Regions from separate parts of the Anser cygnoides genome. Here region 2 is linked to region 1. The links are chromatin contacts, called in public Hi-C maps. All regions are on one chromosome and are shown on one strand. Each heading gives the region's core, a stretch centred on a gene start, on an enhancer-like site or on the middle of the called end of the contact. The rest is flanking DNA. Distances are from core to core; before and after follow the strand shown. Region 1 overlaps LOC106035426 (monocarboxylate transporter 2-like). Region 2 overlaps LRIG1 (leucine rich repeats and immunoglobulin like domains 1).

What was found. A called contact is a pair of places that touch in the nucleus more often than the background predicts.
Region 2: a Hi-C map of liver shows a contact between it and region 1, with 3 times the contacts expected there. The contact joins two enhancer-like sites. A contact is called at or near these places in 2 of 7 Hi-C or Micro-C datasets (both in liver).

The regions. Positions count from the first base shown.
Region 1 is chr10:8,420,292-8,427,651 of Taihu_goose_T2T_genome, reverse strand. The region is part of intron 3 of LOC106035426 (monocarboxylate transporter 2-like); the gene reads left to right. Among named protein-coding and RNA genes, the nearest start is that of KBTBD8, 37 kb to the left of the region's middle. Within about 2 kb of position 2,616, at least 2 of the 3 cell types and tissues checked have open chromatin away from gene starts, as enhancers often do. A contact at or near this core is called in liver, where this site is marked.
Region 2 is chr10:8,577,274-8,584,633 of Taihu_goose_T2T_genome, reverse strand. The region is part of intron 1 of LRIG1 (leucine rich repeats and immunoglobulin like domains 1); the gene reads right to left. Among named protein-coding and RNA genes, the nearest start is that of LRIG1, 17 kb to the right of the region's middle. Within about 2 kb of position 3,598, at least 3 of the 3 cell types and tissues checked have open chromatin away from gene starts, as enhancers often do. A contact at or near this core is called in liver, where this site is marked.

The DNA of each region.
Region 1 (7,360 bases), core at 1,367-3,866:
TGTGTGTGTGCTGCTGCAGGAAGGGGTGTGAGGACGTTCATGCCAACCTGTCCTGTAGCACTGCAGTTATTCTGCCCCTGGGTGGCTCTCCAGTATAAATGCTCTCTTGGTCAAATTGTGTAGGGTTTCTAGGAGGTGGACAAAGCCCCTGGAGGACATGCCCAGTAGGGGCTGTTTGCCTGTAGAGCAGGGTGTAAAGGATGCTAACCAAGGGCTGCTGATCTCAAGGAATAGGTGTTTCAGCTTTGGAGGGAACAGATCTGTAGCTGGGCTTCAAGATGGAAGGGATAAAAGACTGTGGTCCTGCCAAAGCAAAAGCTAAAAAAGTTATGAGGAAAAAAATTCGAAAAACGTGAAGTCGGGACCTGCTGCAGGTGAGCAGCTGTGGGCCGCTGAGATCCAAGCCAGCAGCCTGGGGAAGGCGCTGAGCGCAAGCAGCCGTGTGCTCGGCACCTGCCACGCTGTCCCCTTGCAGGAGCAGTTATTTAATTGCCTAAATACGAAGTGACATGAGGGACCTTGGCTCCTGCCCCGGTTTTGGAGCTTTTGGCCTGTGGCTCCTCCGTACGCTTCAGTTGTGCAGTCTGGAAATTGAAATGCCGAGGCACTGATCAGATAAGATTGCTGGATAAGGACGAGGACGCTTTGTCTCTCTGAAACTTGGGTCTTGCCTGCTTTGTTTTCCTATTGTTTTTTCTTAACATCAGGATGCTTCTGTAGCAAATGCATGTATGTGTGATGGGAGGTCAGGTTCCCTGACTTTCCAAGGGCATGTCTAGCAGGGGAGGCTGCTGCACCTCGGTTTGTGCCCCAGGTTATTATCCCCACAGGTTTTTCAGCTGGCTGTGGTGCCCATGCCTGGGAGACCCAGCACCGCGGAGCAGGGACGGACCAGCCTGATGACCGAGGAGCACACATCCAGCCAGGCTCGCCCATGCCTGGCTCTTTCGTCTCACAGTGGTCATGCTACAACGGCCCTGCTCTGCAGCATTCGGCCCAGCTCTACTAGCAATGCCATCACCCCCTTTAATGTACGGAGCATTTTCCTCACCCACAAGGAGGCAAGAGGCAGCCTCTAGTGACTTGTTAGCTATGGGAGCTGCTATGGCATATGTTGGACTTAAACTTCACTCAAAACTGCTGACTTGCAATGCAAAGCAATAGTAACAGAAGGCATCGGGGCATTTTAGGGGCAGACAGGTGTTTGGAAGCTGCCCTTTGGGGAATGGCTGAGGGCTATGGGACACCAGGACTGTCACCTGGGGCGCTTGTTTCCTGTCGTTTGTCCTCCAGCCCCAGTGCGTGCGGTTGTCCTGTCTGCAGCTGCACCGCCTGGGGAAGCGAGGGGGTGCTCCTCCACCACTGCCAGTCCAAAACAAAGCATCTGAACCCAAAAGCCAAGACTAGTTATGGGCTGTGTTATTACCAGGTGCCAGCAAGTCTTCTCGAGAAGTCTGGAGCAGGCCCTGGTGATAAACATGTAAGAGCACGAGCCCTCCAGGTGTCCTGGACCTCGGACTTCTCTAGCAAGGCACAAGGCCTGAAAAGCTGCAAGTTTTACCCTTCCCTATCCCTTTCCCCCTGCTTTGCGACAGTGCCCTGTGCTTTCTTGGGCTGTGCATAATTAGTGGGTGCTGATTGCTAATGCTGACCCCCAGGCCTGGATGCTGGTGTGTGCTGGCAGCACGTTAATAACGCGGGGGCACTTATTTCATTGCCTGCGTAACGAGGAGGCTGCTCCGCCACAAGGGGTGGTGCCCTGCTGGGTGAATTACGAGGCCAATGGCAGTGTTGTTATTCCACCGAGGGAATGAGATTATTACTGAGGAAATCACAGGCCTGCTCCTCTTGTTGTTTTACTACTAGCGTAATAACAGACCTTGTTTTATTAGGATAAATGATTTTCCCCTTTTCCTCCCAGCTCCTCCTCACGTCCCCAGCGACTCCACGTAGTCAGCTCCAGTCCTGTCTGGTCGAGCTCAGGAGCTTTATCTGTGTTTTCACAGCAGTTTGGAGACTAAGAACTATCTGGGCAGTTCTTCTGGCGTCTCTGCACAACGACAGCTCCTGTCACCACAGGAATCTGGGAGAAGCTGAGCAGTGCCTGCAGCCCAGCACTGGGGACAGTGGTGATCCCAAACCTGCCACCACTGGGGCTCGGCACCGTGGGCTGCTTTAAAGAGTTGCTGTTTTATCATCTGCACGGCCATCGACCGCTCTTAGCAGCAGAAACACGGTGTTTGCGGTGGCTCCGTGCCACTTCGCACGGTCAGAAGGTCAGCCTTGTGAAATCTGGAATAAGCCGCACGTTGCACAGAGGCCTCTGGGGCGCGGGGCTGCCTGAGCCCTGCGCTGAAATATTTCAACAGAAATTCAGCCAGGCCAGGTTCTGCCGACTAGGGGGAAATTCATTTCTGTTAGTATTAGGTTAAGTTAAAAAAAAAAAAAATCACAAACCAGACAAATAAGGGATATAGATGTGGTCAGAGGTATGGGAGAGAAAAATGCTTTAAACAGAGCCCTTGTTAAAAACAAATTGGTGTTTTGCACCAACACTGGAAGTTTTGCACCTCATAAAAAATTCATAAGCCTTACTGAGAAAAACAGAAAAGCAATTCAGGTGTCTATTTTTTGAGCACCGTCATACTTGCAGGAGTTTAAGCCAGTCTGGATTGATATTTCTTGTTAAATGCTGCGTCTGTGTTACCATCCTGCCCGGATCATAGTTCAGTGGCTCAAAAAGAATAAATGACAAGATGGTCTGGCTGCAGGGGGGAGCGGACGGGAGAGCCCCGGGTGTTTTGCATTTTCTTTATGGCCTTACAATCTCCTCTTCAGGGTCCTTTTCACTTCTGCAGACACAAAACTCAAGGTGAAAAGTAATTGGACAAGCTAACAAATGAGCCAGGGCTTGCTTGCTTTCCCACCGGCAAGTTGCTGTGTTCTGCTTGCCACCAGGATCAGCTGCTTTGACATGGCCTTCCGTGTATCAGCTAACAACTAATGGAAAGCTGCCACAGGTGTGAGAAAAGAGAGGCTTTATACAGGACAGGCACTAAACCAGTATGATTTATGTGGGCTGAGGATAGTGCTTTCAATTACATCAGTCTTCCAGGAGTGCCGTGAGCACAGCAGCATCTTTAGGGAATATTTGGTGCGAACTGTTGCTCTGCAGGCTGCAGAGGTTTATGACAGGCAGCACACCCGCTTTCTGCTCCACAAGTGTCCGGGGTGCAAAATAAGGTGTTTCTGACCTGGCTTTCCTTCTTCTTCCCCAGTGGATGGTGGTATCTCCCCTGAAGAGCGTGCGTGTCCCCCAGCAGTGCAAGGAGCAGAGCTGCAGGCACAGCTCTGAGCGAAGCCAGCAGCAGGAGCAGGCTCAGCTCCCTCCTGTGCCTGTCTCTGTCTGGTGCCATCCCCCTTGCAATGGATGATAAGTGATCTCCGAGGCTGGAAGTTTGTCAGGAAGCCACTTGCTGGGGTGTGGAAGGGGCTGCCTTGTTTCCTAAGGCTGGATGGGTGGGAAGTGCCGTCCCTTCCCATAGAGAAGCACCAGCTGCTGGCAGCCCCACATCAGCAGCCTTGTCCTTGTAATGCAGCAAGGTGCAAGGGAACGGCTGAATTTTAGTTCTAGCTTCCCCGTTAGAAGTTCCATGTGATCTCTGCCACGGTGGGGAGGTTGTGGGGATGATGCTGGCTCGGTGACACTGCGCTGGTCCCCAAGAGGACACAAACTGGGGACACGCTCCGCAGCTGAGATGGCTTTTGTTCCTCACTGTGACTTTTGAGGAACTCTGAAAGCATTCATCAAAACCTCTGCAAGGTCAGGCCAGGTAAACAGCAGCTTCCTGAGCACTTGGCCAGCTACATCTCCTGCCCCGTCCTTGCCTGGCTCTGTTAATTAAGAGACAAAAATCACCTTGCCTCCTGCTCCTGCTGCCGTCAGCTCGCAGGCAGGCGGGGTGGTTTCGTTTGAATTCAAGGCCAGGGAGCCTGTGGTTCCTGCGTGTTTGACCAGGCAGGTGCGAGCAAGTCAAGGTGCCTTGGGATCTAAGCTGCACGCGCTGTTGCTGTAATTGTTTTCGGTGTGGTAATGCACTGCATCTTTATTCTTCTCATGCATGCTGCATAACCAGTAAATGACAGGTCCTGCTTTTTCAATTCCTCTGTGTTTCCAGGGGCTGTCACACTTTTAATTTTTGCAATAGCTGCAAGCAAAGCAGTAATCATGTTTCCAATTTCCCACGACTGTGGTGCTGGCTTTGTTGTTCTTAATTCCTCTCCTTGACTCGAGCTATTTCATGTTCTCTAAAGCTTCCCAGAACGCTGCTGTTTAATCTGGCGTTTGATGGCTGATAGGCTCCCCGCGGGACAAGTGCTGTGGGTGGCATGTGGCAAGGCAGGGCAGGAGAGGTGCCTGGGATCTGTCGGGGGTGACACTGATCACTGAAGACATCAGGGCAGGGTGAAGGGGTACGTGTCTGCGATTCGTGCCCAAATTGGCAGGGTTTGCGTGCCGCAGAGCGCACAGCTATGTGACATGTCGCGTGCTCCACTTTCCCCTGAGAGATGGGACAGCTTCTGAAAGGCTGCTCTTAAAGCCCATGGACAATCGCCTCTACGTTTCTGTAGGTCCAAATGACTTAAGTGGAAGTAATTTGGGGGATGTGATTTGCTTCGGTGCCTTTTAGGGGTCTGCTCAGGACTGTTACAAAAGCTTTGCCCTGTGAGCAGCAGCTCAGGGAGGTTTGGTTTCCCATCCGGTGCTTTCCCTGCAGGTTGTCGTGGCCTTTGCTGTGGGTGCTCCACTGTATGGAAAGGTCAGTGAAGATGCTCTGCTCCCGGCCTTCTCTTCTAACTGGCTGCACTCGGTATCTTCGAGGTCTCCAACCCTCAGTCCTGTGTGGGTGAGGCTGCTCAGGGAGCCCAAATGCTGTCACACACGTGTGCTGTGATCCCAAATGCTGTGCTGCTTTAGCAAAGAAAGCTCACGGTGCCTTCAAGTTAGAAGGTTTCAGGTGTGAAAGAGAAAGGTTTAGATTGCTTCTGAAGTTATTCTCTGTTCCCCGTGAGCACGGCCCAGCACAGGCTGCTGGCTCCTCTGAGACCACAGCTCCTCACCCAGACAGGCAAACAGACGGGACTGATTATCCCCCTGTAAAGCTGATAGCACATCCGACAGCAGGTGAAGGCTGCTTGTGGAAGGTCACACAGACCTGCTGCAAAGCGCTGCTGAGAGATCCCGTTGGCTGTTGCTGTGGCCAGGAAAGACAAGACCAGGGAGCAATTGCAGACTCATGGCTTAGTGAGTGATGGCTGGAAAGCTGAGATGTCGCTGAGGACACTGTGTGTTCACTGAGGCTGCCGCAGGGGCACAGCCTCCTGCTCTCATTAGCAAAGACATTGGTTGAGATATGGGTGTTTGCTTTCATCTCCAGCCTCTCCCCTGGGATGGCCCCATAGCCAGGAAACAGAGCAGCATGTGTCCCAACTTCAGCACCTTCCAGCTCATCATCTGCTGTCATGCTCCAAACCCATCATTACCGATGGGTGAAGCCAACATGACAGCTCAAGGAGTGAGAGGGACATGGATCTGTATTTCTTTTCTCGAGGTGGATGCTGCATGAGTAGGATGTGTGGGAGCATTCTGCTTTGGTTGTCACAGCTGGCACTTCTCTCCCCAGGAGCTGCCCCCAGTCTGAGCAGGAGACAGGCTTTATCAGGAGTCTTACGGGCTTTGAGTGCTCTGCTCCGTGGTATGGCATCCCATAGTTTTAGGGCTATCATGAAAGCCCCCTTCCAGCAGGAGAAGGTAATTGAAACCACTTTTTCATAACTGAGTAATTAGATTGATTCTGGAGCAACGCGGGCATGTGGAAAATTGAAAAACAAGTCGTGTGCCCTTAGGCTGCAGATGAATGTGGTGGTGCCTTTCCTGAGGAACGCCGGCTGCATCTCTTGGATTACAGGGCACACTGAGACCGTCTCCAGCATGCTGCAAGTCCAGGTCCTGTCTGGGGGAAGCTCAGTGAGAAGGAGGTCCCTCTCCTGCTGTGCTGATCTGACATCTATCTCTCCTCAGAACTTCTCATTGAATTCTGTGGCACTCCATGCAGTGGAAGGATGCGTGCATGTGAATCCAGTTGCAGGAGTAGGAGAAAAAGCTCTCCGCATAGTTGCATGCTCACAGAAATTTTAATTGAATGGTGCGTTCACTGGGACCAGCTCACATATCCCAGTTTCAGGGGTGTTGTTAAGACTGTGCTTGTGGGCTTTCCATTTCTGAGTGTTTTGACCTTAGACATCTAGTGGAAAGTATTTTGTGTGTTACAGAAGTAGCGTTGGGCTTCGTCCCCCAGATTAAAACAGTCACACCTACTGTATTGCGTTCTTGCACAACCTAACAGCTGAAATCTTGTTTGGATGCTGTCAGCCACACTGAGGGGATATTGGCTTTTTGGGTCCTGTGCTCCAGTGTGCCATCATTTGCAGGGTCTGGAAAGAGCTCTGACATTATTTCAGGCCAAGTTTCTTTAATCAAAGGTACATATCCTACCAACTGGCTCTGTGGTGAGGCAGATCCCACAGCCAAACTACTCAGAGGATCCATTAAGCTTCAAGTAACCGTGTCCAGTAACCTGTGTGTGGACAGCGTGGGCTATTCATAATGGCAGGGATGAAGGCAAACAGGCACACTAGGCTCTGAATTTCCACTGCTGAGTAGGGAGTAGCAGCAGAAATAGTCTGGTACAGAAAGACACTAAATGCTGCTTGTATCCCCGTCTCATTTTTGGGTCAGGGGTCTTGGGGTAATACAGAACCTTTTCTTACATCCCATGGCTTGACTTCCAGACCAGTCTTTCCTGCTCAGTTTGCTTCCTCTGCTAACTTCTAACTTCTCAACCTGATCTAACTGCAAAATTGGCTCTGCTCTGAGCAGGAGGTGGGACCTGGAACCACCAAAGTGCTTCCAACATCCGTTACTCCATGACTCTGATTTTTACTGGTCCTCCAGCTAACTGGGACTGCCATACACTAAAACTTCTTTCTTTCCTCTTCTGCCCAAAGCTGCTGTCTTGTTTCACTTCCTTAGATTTAAATGCTTCCTTTCTGTACCTACAGTCTTTGTTAAGCCATTTCCCTCTTTCATAATTTTGCGCTTTCCTGAACCACCTCTTTACATAAATGCAAGACCAGACCGGTTCTTTTGAACCAGTTCATCCATCATCCCAAACTGTTTCTACCCACATAGGCTGCTATTAAGAATTAATTAACAGTTGTTCTGCTCAAGTTTCAGTCTTGGTCAGCACTATCGGAATTGCATTAAGTAGAGGCATTAAAAATGCAACAGTATTCACGA
Region 2 (7,360 bases), core at 2,349-4,848, 160 kb before region 1:
TACCAGCATTACAAAAAGTACAGGTTTATATCGTTGTCAGCCCCTCCCAGTGCCCAGGACTGGATTCACAGGAGGATGAGGGCAACAAACGGCCCCCACCAAAGCAGCCAAGGGGAGATGCTTCTCCTGGGGGCAGCTCACAGCCCGACTATCTGCTGCAGTCCTTCCCGAACCAGGATCTGAGCTCTCCAGCCCCCGACCAGCGTGGGAGCCCGCTCCAACATGTAATCGGAATTCCAAGCCTGGCTCTGCTACAGCAACGCCACATTAACAAATGCATTTTCCTCAATTTGTCACAGCAAGCGAGGTATGAAATAAAAACCTTTCAGAATCTCCCAAACACACGGGCTCCCCCCACTCCCAAGCCTTTTGCAAACCAATGAAAATCGCGTAAAAATAAACTGTAGTGCATTTTATAGGGGAAAATAACTCTGCTGCAACTGGAAACATATAATCTAGCTTTTCTCTAACAAAACCTACAGGAAATGGCTCTGCAAAAGTTAACTAAGTGATACTGAACTTTCTCCAGAGTGTCGTATAGGAAATAACACCGCAGCAATGACTGCCCGATTTAACCTTTTGTCCAGACTACGCTACAAAGCCGTAGCACGGAGGTATCTGGCTGATGTTAACAATCCTCTGGTGTATTCTGCAGGAGGACTGCAGCAGAGAAAGCAGGTTATCTCACACGTGCTCAGCAAAACACCCCCGCCAGCGCAACGCCCAGGCAGCCAACTGGTGATGGAAGACTGAATTTTACGATTTTCCCCTTCTGTGGCTGGCAGTCAGCATTTATTGGTATTTATTTTATTTTTGTAAAGATGTGAAGAGTAACGGCTGTCTGCAAAGAGCAGGGCAGATGAATGCACCCTGGGCAGTGCAGACACACCAAGGGACCCCATCCCTCCAGCATCTCAGGGCCAGCCCAGCCATTTGTTAGGGCCCTCAGCAGCAGCACCTCTGGTTGAGATCCCCCCCCCCAGCACCACATTTCTCCATCCCACCCCTGCTTTCTCCATCCCACCCCCACGGTCCCAGGAGGGCCTGCTCCACACTGCAGTAAGTGCTGCGGAGATCTTTCACTCGCCGGGCATCTCAGGAGCAGCACATCTGCCAAGAAATCTGGTGTCAATATTTGCCTGGAGCTCTGCAATCACGATTACAACAGCTGAGCCAGGCTGCCCTCCATCCTTTCTCCCCCACTGCCCTCACTCTCCCGTTTGGAGAACGCATTGCTGCACAGACCTGGAATGAGCCAACTTTTCAGCCTTCTTTTCATTTCTTTTAGCAGAAAAGAGGAGCTACAGCATAACACGTGCACTTCGCCTGCTGAATCCCCAGCATCTGACTCAGTCATCACTCCACATGAAATATGTTGTCTGGGGAAGAAAAAGGCAAGGAAAAGACACCAAAGCATTTCCACATTCCCACAAAGCTTGGGTTTCTGTGCAACTGCTAGCCTAAGTGTTTAACCAGGATGGAGCTCCCCGGGAGCCACGGGACACACTCACTGCCTGCCCAGGTTAGCCAGTGGGAAAACACTTTGTTTTCTTCAGCAGGCTTGACACAGCCACCAAAGTTGCTCCAAAAATGAAAAAACACACAGGGGCACGAGCCAAAAAAATAATCTAGAGCAGCAACGTAACCCTCGGTTCAGGAGGCTCGCACTAAAACACTCAGCGCTGATTTTAATACACCAAATTGCCCGCTGGGAGGGAAGCCAACGCTCAGCGAGAGCGCAGCCGGCCTCAGCCCTGGGCTCGCCGGTGGTTTTTTTGCAGCCCCACGCTTACGTGGAGTCACGTGAAGACGATTACATAAACTGTACCTTTTCCATGAACACCTTCTCTGGGATAAAGGTTCTCATTTTGCTCCGCATAAAACCACTCTCCACATGCTTATAAGCTTTAATTGCTAGGGGAGCACATAAAAAGTGTCCAAATAAGTCTATTTAATGGTTACACATTAACTGTCCTACACCTCCGGGCTTCTGTTATCCATATATTTGCAAGATCAATAAACTCCTTATGAGTAAACTTAAGGAAAAAGTTGCTGCTGAAAAATGTTCCATTCCTATTTACTAATAACTTTATTAAATTCATTAGAAACTCCTACCTATACCTGAAGCTCCCTGCTCGTGGAAAAGCAGGCTGTTTCTCAGCACAAAGAAAAAGAGAAGTGTGTTTCCCCCTCACTCAGACTTGGACACGTGCCCACAAGGTAACGCAAGAGCAGTGCAATTCCAGGCTGGGAAGGACTTGGCTAAAGCAAAGCGTGTGCGTGAGCCTGCAGAGGCAGAGCCCCTCCGAACCCAGGGAGAAAAGCCTCCAGCGAACACCGGGAGCCTGGATAGCCAGAAAAAGAGAAGCTGTCTGCGTGAGGACGGATGCGTTAGCAGAAGGTTTTAGGGAGCCGCATCCAAAACGCTTATCGGCAATTAAAGCTAAGGTACCGTTCCCAGTGAACCCACACCTCTGGCCTCCACGCACCCATGGGGCCCCGTCGGGCTGATTTGGGGAGGTAGTTGCAGCCCATGGGTGCCACAGCAGGGCAGGGAACAGCATCCACGCTGCAGGGACAGCTCCATCAGCTGCCTGAGTGGCACTGCAAGGTACAGGGATGCTCCAAGCATCTCTGCAGAAAGGTAGAAAGGGTTTTTATTTACTGTCCTGTGCCCAAGGGCCATCAGCAGCCTGGTGCTGCCACACTGCTTTATTTTGATGGCTACAGCTCACTAAACACCTGCTGAATTTTACCGGGGGCATTTAGAGATGCCCAAAGACGCAGCAGCGGAACAGCAGAGAGAAGGGGGAGAGGGCAAGCAAGACTGAGCCAGGCAGCCTGAGAGTGATTAAGTGTTGATCAAATCCGACTATTTCATAAAGCTTCTGGTATGCCCGACCAGCTTCAACAGTCTCCACACTTTGCTGTGAAATCCCTGTGATATTTATGAGAAGTCTGTGAACGGCTCCTTTATCGCCTTTTTTACTCCCCTTTAATAAAGGAAGTGCAAAGCCTGAAACAGCTGGGACGCCCAAGTACCATCAGACCCAGCGTGTTTCCAAGCCATGCACGCAGCATCTCCCGGCATCTCCTGACCCCTATCCTCCCGGGCACAGGTAACACAGGTAACGCGCTGCCCTCTCCCTGGTCCCATCCCTTTTGCCCCCCCGTTGCTGTACAAAGCCACGCCGGGCACGGCAACGTGCATCCCCCTCAGCCCAGAGAGATCTCCCCCAAGCAGCTAGGGGTGGCAACAGGGAATTTCAGGGGGCAGAGTGATGCCCAAACCCCACAACAGCAGAGGAAGACCACATAGGGTTCCCAACCAGCCCCTGCCCATTAAAAAAAATAATCCCTATTGTTAGAGTGCAAGCACTGCCTGTATTTCACACCAAATAATACGGAGAGGACGTTATAAAGATGGAATCGCTTACAATTGGGTGGGAGGAGGATTATAGAGGCTATTGCAATTAAAAACAAACTAGACAAACAAATAAGCCCCGCTTCCCTCCCCCTGGCCGCCGCTGCCTGCTCTGCACATGTTATCTGCAAACCACGGGCAAAGCAATTCCCCGCTCCGTGCTATTTCACAATCTGCTCGCTCTGAACCTTACGCTACGTAAGGAATTAAACAAACATTTCCTCCTTTTCCTTCTTCGGGTGGTTTCCCCCCCACTCCCTTTCCAAGGCTGGGATCCAAAGTCCAGCCCTGCCCGGGGCCAAGGCGTGAGCAGCAGCTGGGGCTCCCCATCCCCAAAAATCCTCCCCAAAAAGAGGAGAGCAATGGGGCTCGGCACCATTTGCACAGCAGCTCGTGATCACCTGGGTCGATTCCTCCGGCAAACAGGCAGCCCAGAGCCCTCCCAAAATACACCAAGGACAGCCAGGGGGGAAGGAGGGCAATACTAAAAACACGATGCAGAGATAACAGGCACACTTTGCAGAAGTCAATTAAAAAGGCGGTCAGCCCTAAAGACAGAAATCTTCAGGAAAGCAGACTTCGCCCGCTCCTTCCACGCACGTTACTTGCTGTTACACGCAGCTGCAGCAGCAAAGTCTCGTGAATAAAAGCCTTTGCCTTAATCTGCTCTTATTTGCTACAGGTTTACATTACAAATTTGGGTTTTATCTGCCTTGGAGAACACTGCGAGGGGAAGTCGAGCACAAGATGAACCACGGCGCCAAACGCTGCTGGAGACCTAAGAGCCAGGTTGTTTGAATTTTTTGTGGCTGCTGCTATTTAGTGGCAATGCCTAGTTACAGCTTGGGATAAAGGAAGCTTTTGTTAACTACCTGCTCTCTCCCTCCCTCTGCACCTTCCCTCAGGGTTTTGAGATCACATTAAAAAAACACATCCCAAGCTCCTCAAGAGATTTTTCAGCAAAGCCAAGGCTGACAAGACTTGACATTCCTGAAATGTTTAAATGGGAGGAGAGGGAGAAACAACAACATTTTTTCAAACCCACTTTATACATCAGACACAAGCAAAAACTGGCCCGGGTCCAATTATAAAAAAATATATTTGCGAGATCATCTTAAATACTTTAAATGTTCTGGATTGAAAAAAAAAAGAAATCCCTCGCTGCAGAGCAGATACAAACCCCCGCGCCAAATGCTGCGCATTCCTGGGGGGAGCTGCGGAGCAGAGGCATAATCGAGCCCATTGACAGGCACCAGCCCCGAGCCCCATGGCCGGCGCAGGCCACCCATCACACGGGACATGTCCTAAATACAGCCTGCACATCCCAGGAAAGCTCCACAGGGACCAGCTGTCCCTTCCAAAAACACAGGGATCCTGGAAAATCTTGGCTGGGGGACTCAGGAGTACACTTGGGATTAAAGATCTTTGCTGACTATGGGGCAAGGAGTCAAGAAATCCAATTTCAGCTAAATACCAGGGAGGGCACACCGCTATCAGTAGCTGTTTCATTAATTGATTCACACACTGGCTCATTTGGGATATTATTTCAGGCTGGAATCTCACTTGCCCGATGCTTCTGGAGAAAGCTGGGTGAGGAGCAGGGTCCCAACAAAGCATTACAGCCTGTAACAAAACCCACTGAAGGCGATGTGGGAAGCAACTGCACGTGCTCCAAAAGCTCCCACCACCCCACACGTTGGGAGCAAACACCCTAAAAAGCCACGTGAGGGTGGGCAGCGTTTCCAGAGACACATTACAGGGAACAGACGGGCACTGATGTCCGGTTATTCATCCTTGGTTTGCATTCGTCATTGGTTTGCTAGGGCAGAAATTGAGGCATCAAAGAGGGCCGCAGCGTTCCACTTGTGCAATAAACTCCTTTCACCAACATCACTTCACACTTTCCAGAGTGCAAAGTTCGCGCTGATATTGTTGGCTTTCTCACTTGCTGCTTTTTGGCACTGGCCCGCCTGCCTGGCTGTTGATTAATACACGATCAGGACGTTAGAGGCCTTGTTCCACAGCCCTCGCTGGCTGCAAGTCATCTTCCAGCAAGTGCTGTCCTGGGGGGGGGACAGGCAAAGGTACCTGCAGGAGCACCAATGTGTTTAGGTGCTCCTACAGAATACTTAGAAGAAAACAAGTCATATATTTCTACCAGTGGGTTTTACAGAGTAAGGGATCATCACTATCAACGCGAATATACTCGATATTTTTATCTTTCCTGTGAGGAGAGGAAAGGCTGGCACTGCTCAGCCCGGAGGAGGTTCAGGGGAGCTCGTTCTCTGTAAACACCTGAGGGGAAGGTACAAAGGGGACAGAGCCAGGCTCTCGTCAGCGGTGCCCAGTGCCAGGATAAGAGGCAGAGGGCACAAACCAAACACAGGAGGCTCCATCTGAACACCAGGAAGCACTTGTGTGCTGGGCGAGTGACGGAGCTGGCACAGGTTGCCCAGAGGCTGTGGAGGCCCCTCCATGGAGACCTTCAACAGCCACTTGGACGAGGGCCTGGCACCCTGCTGGAGCTAGGGTTGGCCAGATGGCCTCCAGAAACCCCTTCCAACCTCAGCCATGCTGCGAATCCATGATTTTTGCACAACCTAACAGCATCACAAGTCACAGCTACACAGCAAAGGCTGCCTAAGTACACCAAGAATGAGAAAGCTGCTATCATTTTTGGTCAAATGCCTGCTGGCTGGGGTTGCTAGTCACCAAAACAAGTTGGCCATCAAATCCTGTCTTGTGCATTCCCTGGGAAGCTAAACACAGGGCATTACTTCAATATAAAATTCTAACTACATGCTTGAAAGAGAGACTACAAACACTTTAATTGTAAAGAGTATCAAAAACACTCTAGTTGTTTCAGTCCCTTTCATGCCACATTAGTAAGTTTGTCCTTTTATTTATTTATTTTTAAAGATTTGCTTATGATGGAGATGAGCCCAACTAGAAAACCAAAAAAAAAAATCAAGAATCCTTGAACTCTGAAGCAAGTTTTATCTGAGTCTGGGCCTGCATCTGCACTGAATGCAGCCCAGCCAAACAACATTTTTCCATCCCTGTTTATCACTACCACCTCGTGCTCCCCCCCACCAGCACAAGGTCATATCAAAATCTCTACCAATATCCCCTGGTTCCTTAAATTGTTGAGGATCTGGATTTCCATCAGTGGGATTACACGAGATCAGCCAAATGTGCACATGCTACAGAGAGAAAGGACAACACGTCTCTTTAAAACCCGAGAGTATTTTTCATTTATAAATAGTTTACATTTTTGGATCCAGTGGCGGACAACCCGCTTGGTCTGTACGGAAACCAAAGAAATATCATGTGTGAGCACTAACCACAGCGTAACAGAGATAATAAACAACAGACAGGCAGCCATATGCAAGGAGGCTGGTGCTTGCGGTAGGGGAAGCAAAGAAAAGGAAAAAATTCAGCAAGCATCACGCAGCTGAATGTTGGATTTCAGACAGACTGGCAGAAGTTTGTGGTCCTGTTCCTCCAAGTTAGACTACAGGAGTCACCCACACAAGGAAGCACGCTGAACCCTGCCTTGCTTCCCTACTCTTTTAGCACCTCTCAGGCTTCAGCAGACTGTCTCCTCTGTGCTACGGAGAGTCACTACCAGGTACCTGCAGCACAGAGGGACACAACAAGTCCATGTGGTCACACAAAGCATATGGTGGCCCCCAAAGCTATACCATGGGCTAACCTGCACAAAAGAAGGTCAAGTTCTGGTCCAAGCCAGACCTAGTGTACTCTCCTCAATTATAAATGAGAGGACTATAAGCAACAGGAACCCAAAACACGTTGTGTCTGGCAGCCACAGAGCCCACGGGACTGTGTTAGGAAGCAGCTCAAGCACAAGAAGGCTGCATGCACATGGAAGCTGCTGCAAGCAAAGCACCTGAACCTGCTGGGCCCCTTGGAAGC